Regions from separate parts of the Pan troglodytes genome. Here region 1 is linked to region 2. Evidence: chromatin contacts called from public HiChIP or PLAC-seq data. All regions are on one chromosome and are shown on one strand. Each heading gives the region's core, a stretch centred on a gene start, on an enhancer-like site or on the middle of the called end of the contact. The rest is flanking DNA. Distances are from core to core; before and after follow the strand shown. Region 1 holds the start of ARNT (aryl hydrocarbon receptor nuclear translocator). Region 2 holds the start of CERS2 (ceramide synthase 2).

Evidence for each region. HiChIP or PLAC-seq counts read pairs in DNA pulled down with a chosen protein or histone mark.
Region 1: an H3K4me3 HiChIP or PLAC-seq map of stem cell-derived excitatory neurons shows a contact between it and region 2, with 4 times the contacts expected there. The contact joins the promoter of ARNT here to the promoter of CERS2 in region 2. A contact is called at or near these places in 1 of 7 Hi-C or Micro-C datasets (stem cell-derived neural progenitor cells) and 1 of 1 datasets of contacts at active chromatin or transcription factors (stem cell-derived excitatory neurons).

The regions. Positions count from the first base shown.
Region 1 is chr1:98,337,169-98,339,868 of NHGRI_mPanTro3-v2.0_pri, forward strand. ARNT (aryl hydrocarbon receptor nuclear translocator) reads left to right here and starts at 1,285. Exons shown (of 21, transcript XM_009430835.5): 1 at 1,285-1,512. The coding sequence starts at 1,488.
Region 2 is chr1:98,238,706-98,241,599 of NHGRI_mPanTro3-v2.0_pri, forward strand. It overlaps CERS2 (ceramide synthase 2), which reads left to right and starts at 1,478. Exons shown (of 11, transcript XM_054670785.2): 1 at 1,478-1,756.

The DNA of each region.
Region 1 (2,700 bases), core at 35-2,534, 98 kb after region 2:
TCAGAAAAAAATAAAGAAAAAAGAAAATAAATCTGCACAGCCATCATCTTATTGATTCCCTATTAAAAACTCCTCACTGGCCAGGTGTGGTGGCTCACGCCTGTAATCCCAACAGTTTGTGAGACCGAGGCGGGCGGATTGCCTGATGGCAGGAGTTCGAGACCAGCCTGGCCAACATCGTGAAACTCCATCTCTACTAAAAATACAAAAAACATTAGCCAGGCGTGTGGCGTGCGCCTGTAATCCCAGCTACTCAGGAGACTGAGGCAGGGGAATTGCTTGAGCCGGGGAGGTGGAGGTTGCAATGAGCCGAGATTGCGCCACTGCCACTCCAGCCTGGGCGACAGGAAACTCCATCTCTACTAAAAATACAAAAAACATTAGCCAGGCGTGTGGCGTGCGCCTGTAATCCCAGCTACTCAGGAGACTGAGGCAGGGGAATTGCTTGAACCGGGGAGGTGGAGGTTGCAGTGAGCCGAGATTGCGCCACTGCACTCCAGCCTGGGCGACAGAGCGAGACTCTGTCTCAAAAACAGACAAACAAAACTCCTCACTCTGTCCCTGTCACTGACCAAAGAAGTTACCCATTCTCAAATTACTTTCTTCATCCATTGCCTCCAATTTTGGCTGGCAATATCTCCCATACCAAACCGTTAACACCTGGATCCTTTTAGACTACCAGTTCCATAGCAGGCATTCAAAAGTTAGTCATTTAACTTTTTCACCAGGGACAAAAGTCCTTAAAAGAGGAAAAAAACTGGAAAGGATTACAAATCACCATGTGAAGTTTAGGTGCTCTTTAGCACCTCTTGTTGCCCAGACTGGCGTGCAGTGGGCGCTATCTCGGCTCACTGCAACCTCTGCCTCCCAGGTTCAAGCGATTCTCCTGCCTCAGCCTCCCAAGAAGCTGGGATTACAGGCATGCGCCACCACGCCCGGCTAATTTTGTATTTTTAGTAGAGACGGGGTTTCGCCATGTTGGCCAGGCTGGTTTCGAACCCCTGACCACAGCTGATCCGGCCGCCTCGGCCTCCCAAAGTGCTGGGATTACAGACGCGAGCCACCGCGCCCAGCCTAAAATACCCATTTTAATTGCATTTCAATGACGTTACTCGGTCATTGACCTCTTACGCAAGGAGGGCGAGATTAGGGAGACAGCTGGACTTCTTCCTCGCCCTCCCTTCACTGGACTGGCTGGCGCAGTGAGTAGCCCTGCCCTTGGTCGATTTGGCATTTTCATTGGTCAATTTTTCTTAGGAGGCTGGCCGTGTGTTGACTCCGCCTACTATATAGGCGGGGTCTCCCCGCCGCAGGGGCTGGGATGCTGGGGGCTGCTGAAGCCGCCATCTTGGATTCCGCGGTAGCGGAGGCGGCGGTCAGGCGCCGCTTCTGGGGAGTGGCCTTTCTTTTCCCCTCCCTCCCGGTTCGGTGGCGGCGGCTCCTCCCACTGGGGGGGGGGTGGCGCGGCGGCGGTGGCATCTGCGGCCATGGCGGCGACTACTGCCAACCCCGGTGAGGAGACGGAGGACTGGAGCGCCTCTAAAGGGGAGGGGCCGAAGGGGCTGACAACTAAGGAGACCCAGGGCTGAGGGGACGCAGCTGGAGCTGAAGGCGCCGGGGCGGGGCGGGGGCCGCGAGAGACGGTGGGGGAGCGGTGACCTGGGGAGGGGCCCGATCCCGGGGACTTGGGTAGACTCGAGTATACCCAAGGGAGCGAGGGGGCAGGTGGGAGTTGGGGGGGGGCTCCCTGTCCTGACCTCCGCTGGAGCGGCAGCCAGTGCGGGGCTGGCCCGCCCTCACTCCTCGGGCGGCGTCTGGTCTGTGATGTGGTCCTCTTTTAACCCTCTGCCCGCTGGAGCCGCTTGATGCCGAAAACTGTAGGCAGAGTGTCTCGGTTTACTTTAAGAGTAGTTTGGATTCATAAACCCTGGACCACACTGTTCTTTAGTTGAGGCGTTGCTTCCAAACATTTAAAGGTTTAGATTTTAATTTAAAAAATAAGAAATGGACATTCTTTGATATATACGACGTTTCTTTAGGCTGTTACCTCCCACCCGCAACCCCCGTCCCCGTCTCCGTCCCCGGACTATACTTTGAAACTTAGATCTTGTGTTAAGAGGGCCTGTAGTGTCTTTGCCTGCTGAGGGCAGGGGTTTGTGTAATGGTTGTGGTTCCGGACAGGTCTTTAGTTCCACAGCCCCAGGTTTAAATCTTGTTAGGCCTACATCGAGGCAATTTCCAAACTCTTTCAGAAAAGTTTGATTCCACACCATTTCTCAATTTCAAAAAATAATCAAATATCAAAAAGGTTTGGTCTGTTTTGTCTAAGAGATGGAGTAGGGTGTAGTGCAGTTCTAGAGAGATCAGATCTTCAAATTACTAGTCCCAGCCCTCTTTCCTCTATGTTACAGTTATTTCTCTTTAGAAGGCATTTCATTTTAGGGGTCTAGTTTATCTTGCAGACCTTGGTTATTCTTGCCAAATAAAGTCTATCCTTTTCCAAAAACCAATATATTTGATAGCCTTAAAAAGGGCCTTGAGATATGTGTGTGTGTTGCGTGGGGCGGAGAATTTCTTGAAAATAAAACAGTGGGAGTGATTACCCCCATCCCCACGTTGAAATTTAGATTTTTTTTCATGTTACTGAAAGGCAGTATGATTTTGCAATATCCAGATTTTGATAGGACGGTTGAATCACTG
Region 2 (2,894 bases), core at 228-2,727:
CGGGCGTGGTGGCGTCGCCTGTGGTCCCTGCTACTTGGGAGGCTGAGGTGGAGGATAGCTTGAGCCTGGAAGGTCGAGGCTGCAGTGACAGAGTGAGACCTCCTCTCCAAAGGGGGAAAAAAAAAAGAAAGGAAAGAAAGATACAATGGAAGATATGCTAATAAGGGAGGGAGGAGAAAAACACAGCTGGAGGGGTTGCTGGAAACTGGGAGATCAGGCAGGCCTGGGGCTTAGAAAAGCCTAGAGAAACCCTGGGAGCTGGTTAGGGGCCACCACTCTCATCTTTCCCATGGTGTGTCAGGGCTGCGGGTCCCCCTGAAAAGAGAGGCAGAACAAACAGTTGGGTCAGACAGCCTCTACCTCCTTACCCTCCAGAAAGGGCCTGAGATGAGGGATGGGCCCTCCAACTGGATTAGTGGGGGTTGCACTCCTTCCTACGAGGACTTGACCAGATAAACGGGGAAACAAGCTACTGTCAGAGGCTCTGATTGCAACAGCATAAAAAAGGCAATACTTCATCTAGGTGAGAAATTTGACAAAAGTACCTCTCCATGGAGTAAGCTGCAGCTCTCCCTGTATAGGAGCCCTCAAATACATCTTAGTCACCACTCGTTCACGTTAGGAGTTAAGACCAGCTTTCTAGGAAAACCATGTTGCATCTTCCAACAGTAATTACTTCTGAAACAGTAATTTTACCACACGACTCAAGGGGAAAACTTTTTTTTTTTTTAATTTATAAAGGAGTTGGGGGTCTCGCTATGTTGACCAGGCTGGTCTTGAACTCTGACCTCAAGTGATCTGCCCACCTCGGCCTCCCAAAGTGCTGAGATTACAGGCATAAGCCACCGCGCCAGGCCAAGGGGAGAACACTTTTTTTTTTTTTTTTTCCTGAGACGGAGTCTCACTCTGTCGCCCAGGCTGGAGTGCAGTGGCGAGATCTCGGCTCACTGCAAACTCCACCTCCAGGGTTCAAGCGATTCTCGTGGCTCAGCCTCCCGAGTAGCTGGGATTACAAGCGCGAGCCACCGTGCCCGGCTAATTTTTGTATTTTTAGTAGAGACAGGGTTTAACCATGTTGGCCAGGGTGGTCTCGAACGCCTGACCTCAGGTGATCTGCCCGCCTCGGCCTCCCAAAGTGCTGGGATTACAGGCGTGAGCCACCGCGCCCGGCCGGAAAACACTTTTTAACACGAAATCGAATACGGATAAACGTGGTGTCATTTGAAAACTCATACATTTTACAAAACAAAAGTTGGGGTGGCTCTTTCAGACAGGGCCGCCGGGTGTGCGCAAGTTCGGGTTTGCTCTTCCTTGCCACGGGGGTAGGTCCCGTAGCACCTAGGTGGAAAGGCCGCGGCTTTTACGGCGGGGTAGGCGAGGGTCGCCCGAGTGATCGCAGGCTCCGACTGGGTCTCGAGGGTCGGCTGCTTCGGTCTGCCCTGGAGAGGTTTTCAGCTTCGGCGCGAGGCACTTGGGCAGGATCCCCGGGCTGCACCCTCCTCCGCCCGCGCCCCGTGGGGCTGGAAGTGGGAATGTGCCCACCCTGGCGGGCACCGGGGGCCGCACAGCAGTTGGGGGTGGGTGGGGGTGGGTAGGAGTAAGGGGGCAGGGACACCGCCACTCGGAGCCCGGGACCCCGCGGCATCCAGTGCGTCTGTGTCGGTCCCAGTGGGAGACCTCCCACCCCGAAAAGAGACCGAAGTGGCGGAAGGAGCCCGCACCCGCCTCCCCACGTCGGCGGCTTCTCTAGCGCAAGGTGACGGGCGTGGACGCGGCTGTGGGGCCGGGAGCGGAGGGCTGGGGTCTGGGCTCCCGCGCCGGGGCGAAGGGGCAGCCGCAGCGCAGAGGCCCGCCCCGCCCTCCCCTCCCGTCCACGCCCAGCCTCCCGGCCCTTGGGCTGCTCGCGGCCTTTTCCCGGCTGGGCTCGGACTCAGCTCGACTGGGCTCGGCGGGCGGCGGCGGCGGCGCCGGCGGCTGGCGGAGGAGGGAGGGCGAGGGCGGGCGCGGGCCGGCGGGCGGGCGGAAGAGGGAGGAGAGGCGCGGGGAGCCAGGCCTCGGGGCCTCGGAGCAGCCACCCGAGCAGACGGAGTACACGGAGCAGCGGCCCCGGCCCCGCCAGCGCTGCCGCCGGGTGAGTCGGGGCCCCCGCCCGGCGCCCGAGCCCCGCGCGGGGGTGGGAAGGGGCTGCGGAAAAGTTGGGAGCCCCGGGTGCCGCTTTGTCGCGGGGCCACGGAGGGGTCGGGCTGGGAAGGCCGCGGGGCCGGGGCGAGGAGGGAGGCGGCGCTGGCGGGGGGCGCTGCGGGCGCTCATGGCGGCGGCCGCCGGGTAAGGCGGGCGCAGCGCCTCAAGGGAGCGGCCGGGGCCGGCGGGCCTGGCGCCGCGGTGTCCGCGGCAGCGCCGCCCTGAGCCGGAGAAGCTTTCCCGGGCAACAGGTAGGGCGGAAGGTGGGGACGCGGGGGCTGCGGGCGACGGGGCCGAGCCGCGGGCTTCCCTTTGTTGGGGAGTGGAGGAGCTTGGTGACCATTGGCGCGAGAGCCTCCACCCTGGCAGCGGCCCGCGGGGTTGCCCTGGCCTGGACGCGTCCTGTGGCTTGGGTGGGAGGAGAGGGGAGGGCCCTGCCCCGTTTTCTTCCTACCGGCCCACCGTGCCCACCTCGCAGGCGAGGTCAGAGCTTCCATGTGCTTAACGGGAAACAGGAAGGAGCGGCCCAGAGCGCCTGCCCCGGCCCGGTAGGGCTAAGGCATACCGTTATGAGGTGTGGGTGGCTGGCAAGGGAGCTCCTGGTGGAACTGGCTTTCTGGGCCGTAGCTTGTTAATCACTAGAGGCCCGTGGCAAGTGGGTTGACTGCAGGTGTAGAGCACTCATCTTTAGCCTGCAGTTGGAGTCTCTCCCT